Regions from separate parts of the Gasterosteus aculeatus genome. Here region 1 is linked to region 2. A link is a contact called in public Hi-C data. All regions are on one chromosome and are shown on one strand. The core of a region is the stretch at or near the end of the contact, and the rest is flanking DNA. Distances in the headings are between cores, read along the strand shown. Region 1 holds the start of pih1d1 (PIH1 domain containing 1). Region 2 overlaps cpt1a2b (carnitine palmitoyltransferase 1A2b).

Region 1 (6,467 bases), core at 1,416-3,915, 49 kb before region 2:
CAAACTTGTCCGAAGCGGTCTGCTTCAGCCTGCCAACAGACGTGAAGGCAGACTCACTTCGCGGCTAGCGGTGTCATTTACTGCGGAAAGTCTTCAACTCGCTATTTATATCTGTTACTCTATGTTTTGCAGTTTGTCCAATGAAATCAGCTGGGCATTGGCTTTTAAATTACATTTTATGACGAATAATTGTCTTGTCTTCTGCAAACAGACAAAAAAGTCCCGAAGCTTGCTACAGCTCATAACGTCGTCCCGACCCACGCCGCCTTCAGCCGCCAGCCGTTAATTGCACCAATAGCTAGCCGCCGTCGAGCTGCCTCCACGTAGAGAGACACTTGGAGGCAATTAAATTAAATCGCAGCAAAGAGAAGAAAAGAGAGAAAAATAAAGCTCTCGGGTCACATACTGTTGTCTATTTCTGTGTGGGGCTCGCCGATGCTCATGGGTACCCTGTAGCCGCTGGGATCTTCCGATTGGAGCAGCTGCACCAGCTCCTCTCTGGAGATTTCCGGAGGCAGCGGTACTGCATTCGACTGACAAATGTTGATGAAGACCTTCTGCTTGCTTGGCTCCGAAAGAGTCTTCACACACATGCCTGAGAGAGGGGAAAAATAAACATGCACAAAAAATCCTTTACATAAACAAACTTCCAAAGTTGAGTATTTTGGTAGAACTCGTAGTGAGGAGGCACGTACCCGGCTGTGGTCGGATTACTTTGGAGTCTGGATTGTCAGTCTGCATCTTTCCCATTGTCTAAATACACAGACAGCAATCTATACAAGTTCACGTATCCATTTTATTACATATTCAACAACATAAAAAGAAAAGTTTGTGAGATGAATGCTTAAGTGTCATAGCAGAGGACAGGACAAGAAAGTGATTCAAGCATACCAAATAGGATAACAAACTACAAAGGGCTTGTTGGCAACTGATTTATAAGTGATTTACAATCACGATGTGTTGTTGCAGCATATCATATTCCCTCCTTGTTTATATGAACGCTCGGTCTATATTCCACGTCCTGTTTACTCTGATTAACTTAAAGGGACGGAGGTATTACAGATGGGGCGCGAGGGGAAATGTAGATTATTTTATTTGTTCTTATTTATTTATTTTTTATAATTATTATTTTATTTATAATCTTGTATTAATCCCACATGGGGAAATTAATCTCTGCATTTTACCCGTCCTTAGTAAATAAGGAGCAGTGTGCTGCTGTGAAGCACTGGGACTTCAGTGTCTTGCTCAAGGACAATAAGCTATTTTTGACAAATATTAGTTCTTTTTTTTAATTTGCTTTATAAGTGATTGCACATTTTATTTGTTTTTGGCTGATGGAGCAATCTGGTTTAAATGAAAGTGACTTACATTTTCTTTATTCTATTATTAAGAGTTAATAAAAGCACACACACAGAGTCACAAAATGTCCTTATTTCAATAAAAATTCAGCATGGACCATTTTGTTAAATTTTTGTTGGGGCCCGAACATTTTTCTTCCAAAGCCCACTTTGGAGGAAGAAGTTTGAGAACCACTGATCTAACGCAAATAAATATGCTTCCCAACATGAGCACAGCTTCTTTTAAAACAACCCGTTGTCACGTTTGAAATTAAGAAATAACAACCCACATCAGTGTGGATTGCTCCTCTCAAAAAGAGTTATGAGAAAGAAGAAAGTAAATGAGCCCTTCCTCACACGAACAACTGATGTATAATGTTTTATCATTTGACACATTGATGGCCAAAGTTTCACAGCTCATTTTTTTTAAAGCAATATTACCTGCAGCAGCAGCTGCTGGTAAAGCTCCTCTTCCTGCTGAAGCTCCAGCTCGGAGTTGAGGAGCGAGGAGTCCGTCGTCATGGCTACGGCCTAACAAAAGCCCAAACTGCACAACGGAGTTAAAGGCCTCTTATTTTCCTGTAAGAAAAATCATTAACATTTTAATGATTTAATAGCCCGTTTCCTGTGGAATTTCCCCTCCTCTTTGTTTATGTTTGGATTTGTTTGTGGTTTCTCTTCAGTCGAAAAATATGCAGAGAACTTCATAAAAGTTACATGTCTTACAATATGACGGCACTAAAAGGTGGGTAAAGGGATTTAGTTTGTTCCCAAGAATCATTTCCCTCATAGAAACCAAACATTATATCAGCCTTCATTGGGCAAGCTGAAATGGGTATTTCAGACGTATTGATACCTAGTGTTGACGTTAGCTAACAAAGCCCGAGCTAGCGGTTAGCACACTGATGCTAGCAGCACACTGGTTAAGATGAATGCAGGGCTGCTCGTTAGGAGACACCGGTCCAAAGTCTGATGCAAAGCCAGCCACCGTTTAAGAGTCTTTGCTCAAGTATGAGGAAAGGGGGTCGTGAAATACAGTGAAATAATTAATAACTAACTTAACGTTAAGACGGCACGGTTACTTTCAGCTGGCTGGTAGGGGAAACTAGCCGACTAAGTTATTTGTTTCCTTTTATTAAATAAGCCCTCTTAGATGTGTGTGTGTGTGTGTGTGCGTGCGTGTGTCCCGTGTGTTTATTTCACGAGAGAATATCAGCGTGTTTACCTTTTGCCGCCGTGCTGCTACAGGGAGACGTGGAGGCTGCTGCGTGACGCGACAACACTTCCGTTACGCAACCTACAAAATAAAAGCGCCATCATCAGCGGACACAGTAAATGCTCACATGCTTTTCTTAACTAAGAGAACCGTGACGACCCTCCCACGCACCAGGTCGGCTTGTGGTTGTGATTGTTGTTACAGCTGCTCATTGGAGGGTCGTCACCTGGATGAGCCACACCTGGCTCCTTAAAAGATCTCATCCAGAAACCCCGGGTTGCTGAGAGGAAGACCTGCTGGCTCTAGCAGGACATCGCGGCAGTCCCTGAGCCGGACTGTGACATATGGGGGCCCATCCATTCCTTGGTGATCCGGTGGGACACTGGAGTGCAGCTGGAGTAGCAATTCTTGTGGCATTCCTTGGTGATCCGGTGGGACACTGGAGTGCAGCTGGAGTAGCAATTGTAGCGTAACTGGCTGCGTACCACATGGTATGACTAAGGTTTTTCATGATGTTTTGGTTTGGGGAGACGTTTGAGGGTGTACATTACATTACAGGTAATTTAGCTGACACTTATCTAAAGCAACTTACATTGCATTTTTAACCCATGGCTTTTACATTTTTTCAATAGAACTGTTTCATAGGCTGGAATCACACATACTAAATAGAAACATAGGATAATCCTGTGTAGGTTTGCTGTTCGGCCATGGTGTGAGTAAAGTGCCCTGTACATTGTGAATTATTTGCTGTTCTGTCCCTGTTAGGCTGAAGACCGGATTCCCTTGGAGTTTGTTTGCTTGATTAGTGTGGTCACAAAAGTGGTTCGAGCAGTTGTCTCTGGAGCACGTCCGAGGTTTCAGGGGGGTTGCCAGTATATGGTGGCTTTACCGGGCCTACGGGTTAAAGTGCATACTTTTCAAACATGAAAAAAGGAAAAACCTGTTAGAAGTGGGTGTTCTCCGGCCAAAACTGCAGGCTGTTGATTCCGCTTCGGGCATATTTGATGCAACTGCCTCTAGTGGAGCGGCGGTGACAGAGTTAACACTTGAACAACACAAAGAGTTCCTATTGTTAAAAATGGAAATTAAAAAAATTAGAACTGGAAGAGCGCAGATTGAGTGTTCGGGATGGCGGTGGCTTGGCGCAGGTCTCCGTTGGCTCTGCTGGGCCTTCACATGTTTTTTATGTTACGGTTAATCTGAACTTGGTTCCTCCATTTTGTGAACAAGACCCGGATACATTTTTTTTTTTTTTGCCGTTTGAACGTCTGGCAGTGAGTAGAAACTGGTCAGATGCTGATCGCACGTTACTTTTACAGTGCATTCTCACCGGTAAGGCGCAACAAGCGTATTCTGCTCTCAGTGTAGCGGAAAGTAGAGTGTATGTATCTGTCAAAGCAGCAGTATTGCAAGCCTATGAGTTGGTGCCTGAGGCAATCTATACAAGTTCACGTATCCATTTTATTACATATTCAACATAAAAAGAAAAGTTTGTGAGATGAATGCTTAAGTGTCATAGCAGAGGACAGGACAAGAAAGTGATTCAAACATACCAAATAGGATAACAAACTACAAAGGGCTTGTTGGCAACTGATTTATAAGTGATTTACAATCACGATGTGTTGTTGCAGCATATCATATTCCCTCCTTGTTTATATGAACCCTTGGTCTATATTCCACGTCCTGTTTACTCTGATTAACTTAAAGGGACGGAGGGATTACAGATGGGGCGCGAGGGGAAATGTAGATTATTTTATTTGTTCTTATTTATTTATTTTTTATAATTATTATTATTATTTTATTTATATTCTTGTATTAATCCCACATGGGGAAATTAATCTCTGCATTTTACCCGTCCTTAGTAAATAAGGAGCAATGTGCTGCTGTGAAGCACTGGGGCTTCAGTGTCTTGCTCAAGGACAATAAGCTATTTTTGACAAATATTAGTTCTTTTTTTTAATTTGCTTTATAAGTGATTGCACATTTTATTTGTTTTTGGCTTTGGCTGTTTTTACAATACAGGTAATTTAGCTGACACTTATCTAAAGCAACTTACATTGCATTTTTAACCCATGGCTTTTACATTTTTGCAATAGAACTGTTTCATAGGCTGGAATCACACATACTAAATAGAAACATAGGATAATCCTGTGTAGGTTTGCTGTTTGGCCATGGTGTGAGTAAAGTGCCCTGTACATTGTGAATTATTTGCTGTTCTGTCCCTGTTAGGCTGAAGAACGGATTCCCTTGGAGTTTGTTTGCTTGATTAGTGTGGTCGCGAAAGTGGTTCGAGCAGTTGTCTCGGGAGCACGTCCGAGGTTTCAGGGGGGTTGCCAGTATATGGTGGCTTTACCGGGCTTACGGGTTAATGTGCATACTTTTCAAACATGAAAAAAGGAAAAACCTGTTAGAAGTGGGTGTTCTCCGGCCAAAACTGCAGGCTGTTGATTCCGCTTCGGGCATATTTGATGCAACTGCCTCTAGTGGAGCGGCGGTGACAGAGTTAACACTTGAACAACACAAAGAGTTCCTATTGTTAAAAATGGAAATTAAAAAAATGGAACTGGAAGAGCGCAGATTGAGTGTTCGGGATGGCGGTGGCTTGGCGCAGGTCTCCGTTGGCTCTGCTGGGCCTTCACATGTTTTTTATGTTACGGTTAATCTGAACTTGGTTCCTCCATTTTGTGAACAAGACCCGGATACATTTTTTTTTTTTGCTGTTTGAACGTCTGGCAGTGAGTAGAAACTGGTCAGATGCTGATCGCACGTTACTTTTACAGTGCATTCTCACCGGTAAGGCGCAACAAGCGTATTCTGCTCTCAGTGTAGCGGAAAGTAGAGTGTATGTATCTGTCAAAGCAGCAGTATTGCAAGCCTATGAGTTGGTGCCTGAGGCATACCGCCAGAGGTTTAGATCTTGGGAGAAGTCTGGGAGGAAGACATACGTGGAGTTTGCCAGGGAGTTGACCACTCACTTCACCCGCTGGTGTACATCACTGGAGGTCCATTCGTATGAGGCATTGTGTGATTTGATGGTTCTGGAGAAATTTAAAGACTCTGTTCACAGGCACATATCTACGTATATAAGTGAACGTAAAGTTAAAACAGCTGCAGAAGCAGCCACTCTGGCTGATGAATATGTGTTGACGCACCCCGGTAAGTTCCGGCCTCGGGATGATTGTATGGCAATCATCGGCAGAGCAATGGGCCAATCCTGCACTTGGAGAGCTGTTCAATAAAGTGCTCTTGAGGGTGGATAATTTGTTGGTAAGAAAATGGATGCCGCCAATTTTCCCTCCCATTTGTTTATCCAAGTCTTGAAGCAGCTCCAGGTAAAACATAACCAAGCGTCTGCATACCATGCTCACAGCCGAGGGGCAAAGGAGAGGTTTCATCAAACTGTAAAGTCTCGTGAGCTAGAGCAGGACTGTGAGGAGGGGCTTCCTTGGTTGCTGTTGGCTGCTAGAGAGGATGTGCAGGAGAGCACTGGGTTCAGCCCGCATGAGCTTGTGTTTGGGCATACAGTACGCAGGCCACTAATTTTGCTGCATGATCCCGTTGCACAGCCTGAACCCCCCCAAGAATTGAATCGACTATATTAATAGATTTTTTTTTTTTTTTGGATTCCGGAATCGGTTGTACGTGGCAGCCTTCTGGCTAAGGAGGGGTTAGCTTCTACACAGACGAAAATGAAGCGCCTTTATGACTGAAATGCTGAGCTCCACCAGTTCAGTCCTGGTGATCAGATTCTTGCTTTGTTGCCACTTATTAGTTTATCATTTCAAGCCAAATTTCATGGCCCGTTCATAGTTTTGCGTCAAGTTTCAGAGCAGAACTATTTGTTGTCAACACTAAAGCTGAGGAAGAAAACTCAGATTTGCCTTGTAGTCTTACTACACTCGTGGGTCACAGCC
Region 2 (6,106 bases), core at 369-2,868:
GCAGTGAGGTCTGGTAGCTGTACAGTAGAGGCTTCCTGCTAGACAGCAACCTCAGCAGAGTCTGAGACAGGAAATCATCATTATTATAGTGCGTTATGTCGTTTTTGGTCTGTGAGTGTGTGTGTGCGTGCGTGCTGAGACAGACTGCGATTCTAAAGGTAACTGCTCTCCACAAATGCGGCTTAAATTAACCATTTTTGCCGGCTGGCGAATCTCTTCGAGCCACCAGCCAGGACGACGGGAAACAGGAGGAATTGTGGAATAATTCGCTATGAATAATACATGGTGCCGTGGGAGGGGGGGTTCTTTGCCTTGAGCAGAAAAACAAACAAAGAAACAAACAAACATTGTGTGCACAGCCCCGACTGAGGTATTTGAGCAAACAAACGATTAAATCAAAGAGGTAAGTTAATCATTCCAAGTTTAATAACTTTGGGTGGGAGACTCCTCATCAACGTTCAGGACGTTCTGGAGTGCTCCATTTACTTTTATTACCTTCAATGTATCCTTTAAATGCTGTAAAGTTTGTCCAAATCAAAGTTCAACTAATACAGGATTCTCCCAAGCAAACAGAATTCAAAACGAAACCTGCTCCACTTTATTATTATAAATCAGATCTGAAGTATTTGGGTAGAATGGTTACAGAATACAATTAGGGCCAACGTCCGACAGAACAAAAAGATGTGCTGGAAAAACTTAAATAAAGATCCGTCTTAGTCACAGTGTTAGTTCAAGCCGTACGATGTTCCCATAGAGTCTGTGACCTCTTAACCTCTTCAGCATACTTTGTGTTTTTAAACCGATAAAGAGAATCGGTCAGTGTCCCAATTAATCTCATGGATATTTCATAATGCTAAATCTCGTGTTTCAAGTGCGGAAGTGTCATCGACCAAGTGTGACCAAGTGTCAAAGACCCTCTTGTAGTTGTTGGAGTGACCGGTTCTAAGCAGGTTCAGATCGCCTGTTGGAGTAATGTTCTCTAAAGTAGAACGCTCTGACCTCATTCAGACCTCTGAGCAGTAACTTGTATGTAATTCAGCCACGTTCCTATTTACTTATTTTATAAATCTTTCAACTGTTTAGAGCAAACACTGATGATCTGTGAGAACCGTGAAGAGGCGCTGCTTACCACCCAGACTTTGGTGGTGTTGGAGACCCGGCCGTGCTGCTCAAACATCCACTGGTGGTAGGAGAGGAGCAGCTTGAGGCAGAACCGGAGCGCCAGGATGAGGGAGAGCCACAGCAGGGTGCTGAAGACCAGCACCGACAGCATGGTCTGACCCTGGGTGCTGAGAGACACGTGGAGGCTGCAGGGGGAGAGAACGATTACCAGCTGCCCAAAGTAGCAAAAATGCATAAAACAAAACACAACAAAAATCAGGAGGGAAAATAGCAATAAAACAATTCTAAAATTACAAGCCAGGCGTTTTCTATATGAAAAAAAAAAACTTTGTAAAAGGTAGTCTCCAAAAAACTGACTTTAAAAAGTACCACAGACAGGACTGTGATCCGTCTAAAGCGTGCACCATTACTGCCGGCAGAGGGCAGATTACAGATCTGTGGAAAATAATCTTGCAATGCTCATGAATTCAGGATTTTCAACTAAGGGTGGGAAAAGTTCTAGCTCCATCCACATCCCTCATATCACATATCACAGTGCAACAGCATCCTCTGCTGGTTAGACAAGGAAGATCATTTTATTTATTTTTCTGAATCACATGAAGGGAAAATAAAACATACAGAGTTTAATTATACACTGCCCGGCCAAAACAAGTCACACACTCACTGGCATTGTTTTTTGATAAGCTTCTGCAAGGTCACAAGATTTATTTCCATCCAGATCTTGTATTGATGATGGGAGCAAAAAGCCTCCTCCGGCACATCCCGAAGATTCTCAATGGGGTGAAGGTCTGGACTCTGGTGGCCAATCCATGTGTGGAAATGATGTCTTGTGCTCCCTGAACTGCGCTTTCACAGTTTGAGCCCGATGAACCCTGGCATCGTCTTGGAATATGCCCGTGCCATCAGGGAAGAAAAAATCCATTGATGGAATAACCTGGTCATTCAGTATATTCAGGTAGTCAGCTGACCTCATTCGCTTTTATTTGGCTGGGCAGCGTATGATCAAATGTATCAAGAATGTAATAAAATCATTGAGAAATTGAGATCCATCAATATTTGGCCATTACAGAGGCAGGTATTGGTGACAATGGGGCCAGTCTATAAAAAAGGAAGTTCTATAGTTATCAGGACAAGCTCTATTGGACATGTTCACGTATGAATACCAGGGTTGGAGAGCATGGCTCTGCAGCGCCTCCCAGAGGGGAGGGGATGGAGCTGGTTGTGTCCAGGCTTTGATGGGTGTGCAGTGATGCTCCCTGTCCTGGTGTCGAAAAACGGACCAGTTTTGGGATGGACGGCCGACTTGCTGGCCGATCCGAGCAGGAATGGAGGTGCGGAGACCAGACTGGGAAATGAGGGTGAACCACAATCAGCAGCTGCTGAGGCAGAGTCAACCAGGGCAGACAGTCCGGGTGCTGGATGGGTTCCCAAATATCCACTGACAGAGTTGGAGGCCCGGGAGATGTAGTCTGATGTCCAGGAGGAGCTCACCAAGCCAGGTTTTTAGAGGAACACGGAGCGGTGGATGCGCTGAGGTTTGCTGTTTAATGCCTTTGTCTGCTGCAAACGCCGGGGAGAACCGTTTCCTCCAACTAAAAGCGTTCCAGTTCAAAGGAAAACAGCAAAAAGTTGCCCTGTTTCACGGGTGGATTGTGGGATAATAAAAAAACTCTCTCCCGGCTATAAAATTGCAGCAAATAAGTACAGCTGCAAGTCTTTGGGGGTATGTCTCCATCTAGGAGATCGAAACGTTTGTCTTCAAGTCAGATTGGATACAGTCTGTGGACAGCGGTTTTTAAATCTTGCCATTGATTCCCAGTTGGATTTGAGGTCTGGTTTTAACTGGGCCATTTTAAAACATTAACATGCTTTGATTCAAACCATTCCATTGTACCGCTGGCTGTAGGTTTCGGGTCATTGTCCTGCTGGAAGATGAACCTCTGCCAGTCTCAAGTCTTTTGCAGACTGCATCATATTTCCTTCAAGGACTGCACAGTGTTTGGCTCCATCCATCGTTCCCTCAGTTCTGAGTAGTTTCCCTGTAGCTGCTGAAGAGAAGCATCCTCACAGCATGATGCCACCACCATGTGCCACTGTTGGGATGGTGTGCTCAGGGTGATGGGCAGTGTTTCCACCCCACATTGAGGCCAAAAAGTTCCATTTTGGTCTCATCTGTCCAGAGCACCTTCTTCCACATGTGTGCCGTGTCTCCCACATGGCTTGTGCAAACTCCAAACAGGATTTCTTATGGTTTACTTTCAACAGCGGCCAGATGTGTGGAGTACACGGCTGTGTCCTCTGGGATGATTCTCAGCTGTGGATCTTTGCAGCTCCTCCAGAGTCACCATGGACCTCTTGGTAGCTTCTCTGATTAACTTTCTCCTTGTCTGGCTTGTCAGTTTGTGTGATCGGCCTTCTCTTGGTAGGTTTGTGGTCGTGCCATATTCTTTCCATTAATGGATGGTGGAGTTTAATGTGCTTTGTGACATGTGCAAAGCTTGGGATATTTTTACATAAGCATACTTCATACGTAGCTACAACTTGATCCCTGATCTGTTGATGAGCTCTTTGGTCTTCATGATGCTCTTAGTTCAGTAATGCTCAGAGACTGTAGTGTATTCAGCGTAGGTCTATTCACTTGTTACACTTTGGTTGTGCACAGCTAGGAAGGCTATATTCAACTCAAACTCTGACGTGGTTTACACGTGGCTGAAAGATCCCAGTCACTTATGGCTTATTGACTTTATCTGGGTATCTTATCGGTACTTATAATCGGCCAGAACCTAAAGCATGGATCACTATCAGGACTGAAAGAGTCACATTGGTGCACAACAGTTTTAAAACAAAACTATTTGGTTTCATATTTCCTTATACGGTGGTGATGATTTACATCAATTAACAATGAAATAACTCAGTCGTATGGAAATACATATGGACAAGCTGTTATTTTCAGCGGCCTCAAACTGCAACGCGAGTTTGCAGTGTGCACAACTTCCTTTGTTTGCATGTGCGTGTGTGTGCGTATTGTGGAAGTGGTGTTGTCGCTAACTAACTATGTTTAGTGAGCGGTGTAGTAGGGAAGTGTGGGAAAGTTCAAGTTGCAGGTGCCACACCCTTGAATGTTTTGTGTGCTTCAAAGTAATGTTTGTTTTCAGCTGACCCTGGTTCCCTGCAGTTCCTCATCAGAACGAGACTGACTGGAATTTGTAAGTTGAGCCGTCACTTAAAGCTGGCAGCAATTATTGAGTCGGAGGTCCACCAGACCAGAAGTAATTTACCTACTGGAGATATAATCATGCTACTATATCCACTGCTGCTGTATATATTAGGACTAGCCATTTGTCCATCATTATTCTGCGTATTACTCATATAATATAAAATAATATATACATATAAATAATTATAATGATATGCATGCAAGACATTGTGAATCCTTTATCTTGTTCATTCTTAATATCTCTTCATCCATCTTCCATCACACTTCTGGCCATCCTGGAAGTGGGATCCCTCCTCTGCAGCTCTACTTAAGGTGATTTTGTGTACAGATTAAAAATCTTGTGATTTTGGGCTGTGCAAAATAAATGTAATTGAAATTTAACAGCAAGAATGTGATGACATCCATGTAAAATAAGTATGTGATAGGATCCGTGAACATTCACGTGTTATTTCTTATCTGTATCCATTGTGCAGAAATGCTTTTGTTAACACCAACGCCCTCTGCTTCAAAGACGCCCTCTGCTCCTCTTGCACAAGAAAAGCAGAGGGCGTTCAGTGTTTCCCCTACCATTATATCAGGGGGCGCCCTTGTGCCCTTATGTCCGTGAACATGGTGCTCGCACCCGCGGGCAGACTGCTACAACTTGTATGCAAAAAGGGAAATGATCAACCGTCCCATCTACCTTAAAAAGCCATACTATGGGTATCTTGAATTGGCTTTGTGCGAAGTACTTATTCATCAGGAAACATTTATTACCAAAATATGTCAGACATACTAGGAACTTGACTTGGCGACTGGTGCCTAGCAGAAGACAGTATGACAATGGACAACAAGACAGACAAGACAACATAGTGCAAGAGGAATAAAATAAAATGCTATGGGTTAGTTTAGTTATTGTATTAGCTACAGTAAATGTTAGTCAGCACGCCAAGTTAAGAAAAGTAGACAGCAGGAAAAAAAACTATCAGCTTAAACTTATTGCTATATTTAGTATTTTAATTTGCCAGACAGCCCTCAGATGGAGCTCTGAGGCCTGAATCTATTCTCTCTTCCAAACCACCAGACTCAGGCATTACTGGGTGTCTTTGATTAATATGAACTTTGGTCTTTTGGGGAAAGCAAAAGAGAGCGGTTTCAGCTCCCCTCAGAAAGGGCTGTCTGACAAATAATACGAAGAGCGTAAACTTTATTACGAGTATTATTAAGAGTTATTGATTTTTTAGGTGGCTAAAAAAACAGGACAGTAACATGTTTAGCCCCACTTTACAAAAACTCATGTATTGCTTTAAGAAGGTAAAAAGCAGAGGTTCCAGTTTACCTCAGTGGCAGGTGTTGCTGTATCATCTTGATGAGCCCCATGCTGGGATCCGAGCGCATGTACATGGTAGCCAGGATCGCTATGACGACAAAGAGCCAGGAGGAAGGACTGGCTGGGTACACTCCCTTGATCACCCGGTTCTGTTACCACGGAAAAAGAAACAAAAAGGCAATCTTTTACAGCCGATAACAAGGCTCATTCTAGAAAGACCCCCAGGATTATCCAAGCATTAACTCTCTACGTTTACCTTCATGTAGTTAACATTTCTTCCCCAAACCATATATACCATCCCCAAAACGTATAGAACATTGTGGATTTTAAAATGCATTTTGTAAGGGTACATGTGTGGCCTCACAGCACACACTTGTAGGAACTGGCAGGAGCAGTGAAGGGAGGACGCACGCATACACACTAACAGCTATGTCTCAGTCACTCTAGGAGGGGCAGAA

What was found. A called contact is a pair of places that touch in the nucleus more often than the background predicts.
Region 1: a contact with region 2 is called in a Hi-C map of whole body, with 2.8 times the contacts expected there. The contact joins the promoter of pih1d1 here to the enhancer-like site in region 2. A contact is called at or near these places in 5 of 6 Hi-C or Micro-C datasets (liver, skeletal muscle, tail fin and 1 more).

What each region holds. Positions count from the first base shown.
Region 1 is chr11:4,966,019-4,972,485 of fGasAcu3.hap1.1, reverse strand. pih1d1 (PIH1 domain containing 1) reads right to left here and starts at 2,665. Exons shown (of 11, transcript XM_040191829.2): 1 at 2,563-2,665; 2 at 1,779-1,916; 3 at 696-753; 4 at 407-595. The coding sequence starts at 1,859.
Region 2 is chr11:4,916,538-4,922,643 of fGasAcu3.hap1.1, reverse strand. It overlaps cpt1a2b (carnitine palmitoyltransferase 1A2b), which reads right to left. Exons shown (of 19, transcript XM_040190830.2): 3 at 5,658-5,797; 4 at 1,130-1,307; 5 at 1-61. Among protein-coding and RNA genes, the nearest start is that of cpt1a2b, 6.9 kb to the right of the region's middle. Within about 2 kb of position 1,618, at least 3 of the 9 cell types and tissues checked have open chromatin away from gene starts, as enhancers often do. A contact at or near this core is called in liver, where this site is marked.